2 separate regions of the Mus musculus genome follow, and region 2 is linked to region 1. A link is a contact called in public ChIA-PET data. All regions are on one chromosome and are shown on one strand. Each heading gives the region's core, a stretch centred on a gene start, on an enhancer-like site or on the middle of the called end of the contact. The rest is flanking DNA. Distances are from core to core; before and after follow the strand shown.

Region 1 (5,316 bases), core at 1,761-4,260:
CTGTTGTATTTTGAGAATAACAGTAACCACTTGAATATGACATTTTTGCGTGTGTAATGGACTATATAAAGTGCCAATGGTCGGGAAAGTTCACATGTAGCTTTCAAACCATCTAAATGTTTCATGATGCTCATCTTTCCTCTGGTCTTCCCCTCTTCTGGCTTCTACCACCCTACCCCACCCCACCGTCTTCCACCCCACCCCCCTGCATTCTTCCTCCTTCAACAAGCCCCTGCTTCAGCTTCCACAAGGCAGAGAGGTTGAGGTCTGCCAGTTCCTGCTACCTCATATTCAATGCTCTCAAGAATTGAAATGCTTTCTCTAGTCACGTTTATTCTCACATTTAACCATTGTCTTCTCCTACCTGAAGGAATCCGACAAATGGCTGTGTGGCTCCCTAGTGCACACCAGACTGTGTGCGCACTGGTGAGGGAGCATCATGGAGGCTATGGGTAACTAACTACTTTTGGATTGCATATGAGATCAGCTCCACTGAGGGATTTCGTGCCTAGGATTGTAAAGCCCTAAAGTCCTAAAGCGCTAAAGGCTAAAACCAATTGTTTGTGGAGAGGGCCAGAGAAATGGGTCAGTGGTTAAGAATATGTCCTGCTCTCATATAGAGGGTCAGGTGGCTCACAACCACCTGTGACTGTAGGTCCAGGGTACCCCATGCTTCCAAGTTTCCCAGGCATTGGCACTTAGAGACCCACACACAAGCACATCATGTAAGAGATAATAGAATAAATCTAGGTTTGGTTTTCTCTTTTTCTTTTCTTTTTTTTCTTTTTCTTTTTCTTTCTTTCTTTCTTTCTTTCTTTTTTTTTTTTTTTTTTGATGGTTACAGAATGACAGTTTATTACAGAACAAACTGGACAAGAGAGAACTTTTAGTCGTTTGAAACATTTTTTTATGCATGACTCACTTTCCCCTCTACTGATAGAAGTCTATCATGACCCTCTAGCCCCATGGTTTGTACCTACTGTGACCCACCTCTCAAAACAGTCACCATGAAGCATTCTTTCCATAACAACAGCTATTAGTGAAATATCTTCACACTCATTGACCCTCCAGAGGTGCCGTCAGAGCACTGCTGATTACAGCCACCTATTTGCAGTTCTCCTCTGAGAGAGTCACAGCCCATGGGTGTTCTCTGTCCCTGTAACCTCTACTGATCTCACTTGGCTCTCAGCTGCTCCCAGACTAGCCCTCAAAAATTGGAATGGGCATGGGTCATAGGTCAGACATGGTGGGCACCTGTTCCTACTTACATATGTCAGGAACCACTTACTACCTGGGAGGCAGAGGCAGGGAAGGAAGGTGCACACCGAGCAGAGAATGCAGTCCTGTCTACCATCTCTTCAGTGCCTGAAAAAGCCTGTCTAAATAAACAAAAGCAGATGGGTCCCCTCTCATTGCGTGTTCCTTGACTTGATGTCCTGGGTGACCCAGGGTCCAGCTCGACTTACACTGCTTTTGATCAATGATTAACATAATGGTTGATACCATGAGCAATCACAGACTTGATTAAAATGAATATATTATTTTAGGCTGATTTTTTTTCTCCACTCAAATGTTTTTATTTCATCTACCTTGAACAATGAATTGAGAAAGACAGGACCTCCAAAGCCTTCCCAAAAACAGAGATTTTGAAACAGCACTGTCCACACTGGTCAGGGGAGACAAATGGCTGTCAGGGTAGGGCCATCCTTGCGGGGCTGCTCTCTTCAAGTCTCAAATCTGTTTAATCGGGTGGTGCTTCTCATCAGCCAACTTCCCATCATCTGTCCTTGCTTTCTGGAAGCTGCTCAGAAACTCATTGAGTTTGGGCTGATTTTTTTTTTTTTTTTTTTTGATAGCCACTATTTATTTACATTTCAATTTTTTTTTTCTTTCAAGACAGTGTTTCTTTGTGTAGCCCTGGCTGTTCTGGAACTCACTCTGTATCCTCCTTCCCTGTTTCCCCTCAAAAAACTCCCTTTTCTGCCCCCCTCCTCCCTGCTTCTATGAGCGTGCTCCCCCACCCACCCACCCACTCCTGCTTCACTGTCTTAGTATTCCCCTATGCTGGGGCATCAAGCCTTCACAGGACCAAGGGCTTCTCCTCCCATTAATGCCAGATCAGGCCATCCTTTGCTACACATGCAACTGCAACCCTGGGTGTCTCCATGTGTATTCATTGGTTTAGTCCCTGGGAGCTCTGTGGTGTCTCGTTGGTTGATACTGTTGTTCTTCCTATGGTGTTGCAAACCCCTTCAGCTCCTTCAGTTCTTCTTCTAACTTCTCCATTGGGGTCCCCATGCTCAGTCCAATTGTTGCCTGGTCCTTGAGCCTGGTGTGGAAGTATCCTCACAATTGTTGTCTTTCACTTGAAGGTGAGAAGGCAACAGCCAGTAGTTGCTTGATTTCCAAGGTTTGGGATGCTTCAGCAGCTTTTCTCATCATGTCTCAGCTTTTCTTCTCCATTGTTAAAAATAGTCCTTTCAACATGCAAGCAGGAATCTCCCTGCAGGAATTGGGCTGATTTTTTAACAGAATCTCCTCGATAGGCTGCATTTTGTGAGGGCTGGCCACAAACACCTTAAAGACGTGAAAGGCTTTTACTTGGAGGTTTGGGCTTTTGTCTAGAAGCAGGTTCATCATCGGTCTCAGGTTCTCCAGCTTGTTGATATACCTGAGTCATAATGGTGAAATTGTGGCAATTCAGGATCAGCTCAACGAGCAACTTTAAAGATTGTCTCTTTGTCACGGAGTTCTCAGACTGCAGCAGTTTCTCATCATCTTCAAAAATAGTGTCATAATTCTTCTAAGAAGTCTGCTACCATCACTTTGTATCTGGTTAACAAATCCTTGAGAGTAGCAACGGCATCTGAAGCGATATCAGATGTGGACAGCGCCACGCACTTGAAGTCTCTGACTGATTAGAGAAGAGGACGACTTGACAAGTGGCTCATGTTGAAAACACTCTCTCAGCGTAATCCACAACCACACTGTAAGGCAACCTGTGGGCCTTTACAGCCTTTGAGAAGCATAAACAGGATGTGAAGATGAGAACTGACGCACTCCACAGTAGGACACCAGGTACCAATCTGTCTTCTCAGGATGTTGTTGACTATCTGGATCACATCTTTTTTTGGTGTCACCAGCAACCCCCTGCTGTGGAGCTCCTGTGCCAGCTGAGCCACTGCTTCTGGGGGTGGGGGTGGGGTCCTTGTCATTTATTCCACACAGAATTTCCTTCATTGCTTACAGAGATCTTGTCACTTCTGATGAAGCATTATCTGTCTTTTTGTCTTGCTTTTCCAAAACGGCCAGGTTGTCTTTCAGAATTTTGACAATTTCTGCTGGATTTTTGTGTGATTTACTAAACAAAGGCATTTTTTTTTCATGTATAAAAGTCTCTTCTTAGGCCTGGCTTGGTGGCACTTGCCTTTAATCCCAGCACTTGGGAGGCAGAGGCAGGCAGATTTCTGAGTTCGAGGCCAGTCTGGTCTAGAGAGTGAGTTCCAGGACAGCCAGGGATATGCAGAGAAACCCTGTCTCGAAAAAACAAACAAAAACAAAGTCTCTTCTTCCAATATGGAATGCTTAGATGTCCCTCGTCTTCCACAAATCTGTTCCAGGGCTTACAGTTTTCAGTCACTGCTCAGGGCAGTCACGTCTCTCCTTTAGTCTGCTGCCTTTGCATGACAAACACATAAGCCTCCAATCTGGAGTCTGCATCTTCCTTTTCTTTTCTTTTCTTTTCTTTTCTTTTCTTTCTTTCTTTTTTTTTTTTCTTCTTGTTTTTTTAAGAGCATCTTCATTTTCCAAGCAGCCACTACAGGTTTAAACTAAACCTTAGCTCCTGATGTTCTTTCTTCTTCACGGTGGATTTTACCGGAAGAAAGTGCTGCACCACTACACCCATAAATCTGGTTTTAAAAGCCCATGGCTCAGAAACCCATAGGCCAGAGAGAAGAAAACAATACTGTTAACTCACAGTATTGAGAAGCTTCTCAGGACAATGGGCAGCAGTTAATGCTGAGACTCAAGTGGTGCTCCTCCCTAGCCCCAGACTAAGGCTCGGGGAGCACTGAGGAAGAGGGATGGGAAGAAGGGAGGAGCAGAAGAAGGGGAAAGAGAGCTGCGAAAGGCTGGCTTCTGCACACGGCCACTCCACTGTACAGATGAGTTCACTGTAGCTCTGCTCATCCGCAAAAGCGCAAGGTCAAGCCAGTGAGAGCAGAGGCACAAGACTATTGTTGTTAGTGCTTTAGAAGACACGAGAATGCTCTGAGCCGCATGCTGTCCCCTACTTCCCCAAGCTCCATTGTCAGGCCATCTCTCTACCAGGAACATCCAGGTTAGATCCCTTTTCCTGCCCAATTCCCCAGCCCACTAAGTCCTCCTGAGCATGCCCAGTTGCCCAACAGACAATACTAACTGGACTAAAGGCGTTACAAAATAAAAACTAATCAATCAGTCAATTAAAAGGAGAGGACTTGAAGAAGGAAGGGGTGGCATTTGGAGTGAAGGGAGGAAGAGGTTGAGAGGGTAGGTGATGGAGAGTCGGCTCAGTGGTTAAGAGCACTTGCTGCTCTTCCAGAGGTCCCAGTCTCCATTCACAGAACTTGCATGGTGGCTTATAACAGCCTGAAGCTTCTGTTCTAGGGGATCAAGCAAACACACACACACACACACACACACACACACACACACACACACACACCACAGGCACCTCTCCATATCCAATGCACATACAGACAGGCTGACACCCTAATATACATAAGTAAAAAATAGTTTTAAAAAATTCCAGGGCTGAAGAGATGGCTCAGAAGGTAGGAGCACTGTGCTCTTGCAGGAGACCTGTGTTCAGTTAACAGCACCCACACGAGGTCTTACAACATCTGTAACTCCAGTTCCAGGGGATCGGATACCCTCAATGGCTTCCACAGGCACCAGACACATACACAGGACACAGACATACTTGCAAGCAAAATACCCATGCATATAACATAAAAAATATTAGAAGTCATTTAAACAAGAAGCAATGTGAAAGTTTTACGAGTAAATGTATTTTTGATGAAGAAGGCTAAAAAAAAGGAAACTTTTAAAAATATTTAGAGTTTATCTATTTTATTATTTTATGTGTAAGAGTATTTTGCCTGAATGTATGCAAGTGAACCACATACTTGCCTGGTACCTGCAGAGGTCAGAAGAGGCTGGCAGATGCTCTGGGATCGCAGTGATAGGTTGGTAGTGAGCCACTGGGTAGGTGCTGGGAACTGAACTTAGTCTTAACTGCTGCCATTTCTCCAGTCCAGGATTTTAGGGGCT
Region 2 (5,316 bases), core at 1,675-4,174, 120 kb after region 1:
AAGTGAATCCATGGGGAAGAATGAAGAATGGTCTCCCAGCTAGGAAGTCCCATGTGCTGGTTCTTCCAGGGAACCAGCCCCTTGCAGACCAGTAGGAGGAAAGGTGGTGGAATTTGTCCAGGAAGCTGTGGGCAAGCCAGTTTGGCAGCTAGGAGGCAGCTCAGTCTGGGGGACAGGCATGGTGTGCAGCCCAGAGCAGGTCAGGCACAACCCCAGCATGGAGCTGGAGGATGGAGCCCACACTCAGCAAGTGCATGATCTGGTGGGAGTTGCCCCAGTAGTCGAAGCGACCAGGCCCCCACCGCTCTGGCAGGCGTGCCACATTCACCAGCCCTCCAAGCAGAGCCAGTGCGTCCATGCGCAGGTAGCAGGGCAGAGAGCCTGGAGCCCCTGAGCCCAGCCCCACTCCACGGGCCCCAAACACCAGCAGGCGGGCCCCAGCTTGCCAACCAAAGGCTCGAAGCCGGGCACTGGTGGAGGGGGCAGTGAGAGCTCTCCAGCCGGCTACACCTGACAGTGCAGTGTAACCCATCAGGGCAGCTGGGCGAAGCCACGGTCTGCAGGCCAGAGTGCAGTGGATGATGGGCAGGGCTCCTGCAGAGAGAGGGAGGGAGAGAGGTGGGGGGAGAGGAGAGGAGAGGAGAGAAAGGGTTTAAGTCCAAATTAGCTGATCTTCCCAACCCACAGCTCCCACCAGTGGCCCCTGCCGCCACCTCTCTGGGGCCCTGGCTCACCAAGGGTGTTGACAAGGCAGACTCCACACATATCCAAGGCAAGGAGCCGGGTGTACACAGGACTGCCTCCTTGGTGGCACATGAAGAGGTGATACAGCACAGAGGCTGCAGGGGGCACCAGGCAAGCCACACAGTGTGTACCTCCTAGCCAGCCATCCTTGCCCAGCTGACTCCAGGGCATGGTCATTGGCACCAACACCAGGAAGCCCAGCAGGGCTAGCCCTAGAAGGGAGGGAGAGTTATATATCAGACACAATCAGCATAAAAGGAGAATCATATCCACAAAGGTACCAACTGGAGCCAGGAAAATAGCTTAGTCGGTAAAAGCTGTTAAGCCTGACAACCTTAACTTGATCCTGAACTCCACATGGTAGGAGAGAACCAATTCTCACAAATTGTCTTCTAACCTCCACATTCCTGGGCAGAAGTACACCTGCCCACCCACTCATACACTATGAGTATGTTTAAAAATAAAAAAACTAAAGTGGCCTGACTATGAAAAACAAACGAAAGTCAGAGCAAGGCAGAGTTCAGTGCTGCTGCCTGCCCACACAGAGCAGGTCTTGCGGGCTACAAACTTTCAGAAGGGTTACTGTCTGTCAGGATCACTGCAGATCTAGGAAGCAGAGACAATAAGCCCTACTTTGCAGGTGCAAAAACTAGCTTGGAGTAATCTGTCCCAGCTGAGCCCAGCGAGTAGGCAAAGGAGAGAGGATGATGAACCAGGGCAGACCAATTCCTGGCTAAAGCCACAGTTCCTCCCTGCCACACAGGAGGCCAGACCAGGTCTGTCTTGTCTGTCTGTCTGTCCGTCCTGCAGAAATCTGGAGAAGCATGACCTCAGCCTGAGTTCTGATTAGGACAGGAGGGACATACCAGCCTCAGGGTTACTTAACATTGTCAAATGTCCAGGCAGATGGAGGCTTTGGGTCTTTTTGTTTTCCATAAAGAAAGCCAGGAAAGGCCAGAATGAGGGGAAAGGACTGGAAGAAGCCTATCCTGTCTCCACTGGGGCGCTTTCAGCTCTGTTCTTTCCAGTGCTGGCCTTTCTTGGACATTCCTCCCTTCCCCACAACCAGTTGGCATTGCCTTAATAGAGGACAAATGCAGGCATCAGCCCCACTCTTGGTGGGGGTCTGACTAGACAATAGCGCTCTTCCTCTAGAGAAAAGCCCAAGTCTAAACCTAGCTGGCTCTAGTTCCCTCTCCCAGCTGGGGCGGCTCAAGGACAGGCCAGGGCTGTGTCAGCAGAGCTCTAGGGGCCCGCAAGAAGTGTGTTGGGGGGCGGGGTGGGGGAAAGCGGAGCCCCACGGTACTGCTATGGTCGTGGGGACTCAAGGCTATCGCGAGGAAGGGCTTGGGTCAGGCAGGGGCAGTCTTCTCTCCAATTCCTCCTAGCCAGTGAACGCCCATCTCCAGGATGAGCGCTGGAGGGGGAGGGTGCCCAAGGCGCAGGATTATCAAGGGGATACCAGGATTCTTACCCCTAGAGCTCAGCCGGATTAAGCTGGCTCTCACTCTGCTCCCCTGTCCTGCTTTGGGGCACTACTGGGAAAGCAGGAGCTGGCAACGAAGCTTGGGACAATGGCAGCTTTGTCACCGCGGCGCCTGACCCAACCAGAGCAGGGACAGTCCAGGACTTGAGCTTGGGGGGCTGCTGTGCTCACAGGCAAGGCGGCCGCGAGTGCAAGAAGCGTGAATCGGGGCGCGGCTCACCTACCGTGTGTGTAGATGTTGCCCAGCTCGTTGTGTAGGTAGAAAAGGCTGCGCAGACAGCCCGAGCCGCTGCTGGCCGGCCGGTAGCCGGTTAATACGAACTTATTGAACTGCAGGTGCGGCGGCGAGCTAGCCCAGTCCAGGAGACGAGGCCCGGTCAGGAATGCCATGGCCTCACGCACTGCGGCCGACCGGCGACCCTCTGCGCCTGGGCTTCCTTCTCAGTGGAGCTGCAGCGCTGGGAAGCTCATCCCGATTCACCTCCGGCTATCCGGTGGCCCTGCCCGGGTCAGCAAGGAGGTCCCGGCCCCCTTCCCTCACGCGCTGCGCACGCGCGAGTTCGACGCCCCCGCAAGGGAGAGAAAGCTGGCAACCCCAGGTCGGAGCTCAGTGCATTCAGCTCCACCGTAGCAGAGCGGCGGAGGGAGAGCTCCGGTTGGCCGCAACGGCAGCCAGGCGTCTCGCCGCAGCCCGGAGGACGGGCGCGGCCGGACGCCGGAGGGGACAGCAGGCTCCACCCCGGCTCCTCGCCCCCGCCACCCTGCCTGTGTTTCGCGCGCTGGATTCCTGACGTTCTTGTTGCAGGGACCAATGGGCTCTGCGGACGGAGATGCTCCGCCCCGAGACCGCCCATGCCTTCTCTTTTTAACATATGCGGTTCCAGCCTTCTTTGCGTGGAGTGGCTGTTGGCTTGCGACGCGAGTTTCTGTGTCGGGCTCCTCCACTGGAGTGGCCTAGCACCTTGGGTCTACCAACATTATCACACCCCAGCTTTCTTAATGACCTTCAGGTTGCCGCACCTTTGGGCACCTACCTCAAGCACATAACCCGGCTACCCAGCTCTAAACCCACAGTCAGACTCTGTCCAAGGTGCTGCTGGCTAAGCGCCCCACCACCACCCCCCACACCCCCCAGAAGAGTCCTGAGCAGCGCAGGCGCTTACCCACTTTGGAGGCATATTTCCATTGGCGGGGAACCCAAGCGTCTAAGATGTGTGGTGCACCTGGAACCCTTAGCGAGGCCCAGCCCTTCCGGCCAGGCTGCTTCGAGCTTGGGTTCCACCCAATTCACTCCCTTTTATCGCCCACAAAGCACACCCTTAGCCCTGCCCAGTACAGGCAAGGAACGGGCAAAGGCAGGAGACCAGGGAAGCAAGGTCGGTTCTCTTCTACTCTGGCAGGGACAAGGAAGGCGCTTCTTCCTCATAAAACTACCCAAGACCAACTTCCACATCCTCTCATAAGAAAGCTCACAGTGTGGACACCCAGCATCCCACCTGCAGCCCCCCTGCCCACACCCTTATCGACAGGTTCTTCCTCGCGCAAAGAACTTGCTAAAGCCTCTACCAAAATAGGCCTTTTATTTTAAGTCTATACTGAGTCTTTAGATCACTTTTGTTTTGTTTTTGTTTTTGTTTTGTTTTGTTTTTTGAGACAGGGTTTCTCTGTATAGCCTTGGCTGTCCTGGAACTCACTTTGTAGACCAGGCTGGCCAGAAATCCTCCTGCCTCTGCCTCCCGAGTGCTGGGACTAAAGGCATGCGCCACCACGCCCGGCTTTAGATCACTTTTGTTGGCCCCTAACCTTTCATCGAGGGCAGCAGTCCAGGACCATCCCCAAAAGAGGCGCAAAGAACCCTGAAACCAAACACCACCCATCACATCAAGGTCCATGAATTAGGGTGTTGGATTCCCTTTGTCCTTTGGCTTCAGTCATCTGGACCCCAAGGGTCAGGCCAAGTTCCCAAATAGCACTGGATGCTTCCTGTCCGATCTTCTGGTCTTCCCGAGATGATCAGAGACCGAGCTGCTTTTAAAGGGGCACAAGGTCGAGGTAGGGTGCTGCATAATATCTCGGGTGTCCATCTCGCTGGCAGAAGTGGTGATGGACTCACGTACGTCTGGGGTCAGAGAGCAGAGACGAGCGAGCGCAAGGAGCTCTGGCTGGAGGCACTCAGGGGACGGTAGCCCGCAGCAGGACCCTCAGCCTGAGAGTCCCCTGGGGGACAGGGCAGGGCCACCCCTCGGGGCCGGCGGTACCACACAGCCCAGCTTCTCCCGGGGCCCCGGGAAGGTCCCATGGCCAGAGACCCTTTTCCTGGAGCCAGCAGACAGCTCCTAGGGAGGGAGCAGACGTCAGCTGGACCCATACCCAGCCCTGCCTCTAACATCCTGCTCTGCCTGCAAACCAATTCTCCCACGGCCTCGCCCACTCAAGAACCCAGGGCCTTCCTAGCTTCGTCCCCCAGCCCAGGCTTCCCACCGGAGACCCCACACCCGAGGCACGAGGCATCAGGCGCCCAGTGCGGGCTCTGCCCTCAGGCCCTGCCCCAGCGCCCGCACCGTCGACGCAGCAAACGCAGTAGGGACAGGAGCAACAGCAGCAGCACAGAGAAGGCCGTCACGGTGGAGAAGACTCGGGCTGTGGGCACAGGGGTGTGATGAGGACAGGCCTCCGAAAAGCCACTCCTTGTTTAACTCCCACCTTGTAAATCAGCCTCACCACCTATCGAAGCCTGTGCAGCTCCGGGCTTGGGGCTGCAGCTCGCGTTAGCCCCATCGGGGTCCCCTGCGAGACTCTCAGTTGAATCCTCTGGAGATGCTCTGCCCTCCACTGTATCCTGCAGCCCTGCGGAGAGAGGTGTGAGGCGAGGTGGCCAGGAGTGCGGTTGTGTGGGCGGCGTCAGAAGGACTGGCCCCTGGCTCACCGCGGTAGGTGAGCGCGAAGCCTTGAGCATGGCCTCTTGCGTCGCTGCGGAAGGTGAGCAGCAGCGCAGCAGTGCGCAGGCGCAGCGGTCCCGGAGGCGGCGGATGGGCGCCGTCGAAGGCACGGAGTAGGTTGCCGGACGAGACGTCGCGTAGCTCCAG

Evidence for each region. ChIA-PET counts read pairs in DNA pulled down with a chosen protein or histone mark.
Region 2: an RNA polymerase II ChIA-PET map of memory CD8 T cells shows a contact between it and region 1, with 5 read pairs. The contact joins the promoter of Paqr4 here to the enhancer-like site in region 1. A contact is called at or near these places in 7 of 39 promoter capture datasets (cranial neural crest, embryonic stem cells and trophoblast stem cells), 1 of 15 datasets of contacts at CTCF or cohesin (embryonic stem cells), 2 of 115 datasets of contacts at active chromatin or transcription factors (embryonic stem cells and memory CD8 T cells) and 3 of 9 other capture datasets (embryonic stem cells, liver and pancreatic islet).

What each region holds. Positions count from the first base shown.
Region 1 is chr17:23,617,526-23,622,841 of GRCm38.p6, forward strand. It overlaps the pseudogene Gm7912. Among named protein-coding and RNA genes, the nearest start is that of Zscan10, 19 kb to the left of the region's middle. Within about 2 kb of position 3,011, at least 22 of the 459 cell types and tissues checked have an H3K27ac peak or open chromatin away from gene starts, as enhancers often do. A contact at or near this core is called in memory CD8 T cells, where this site is marked.
Region 2 is chr17:23,737,406-23,742,721 of GRCm38.p6, forward strand. Paqr4 (progestin and adipoQ receptor family member IV) reads right to left here and starts at 2,925. Exons shown (of 3, transcript NM_023824.3): 1 at 2,455-2,925; 2 at 735-956; 3 at 1-594. The coding sequence starts at 2,620. The coding sequence ends at 161. Kremen2 (kringle containing transmembrane protein 2) reads right to left here. Exons shown (of 10, transcript NM_028416.2): 7 at 5,157-5,316; 8 at 4,952-5,077; 9 at 4,792-4,870; 10 at 3,794-4,566. The coding sequence ends at 4,356.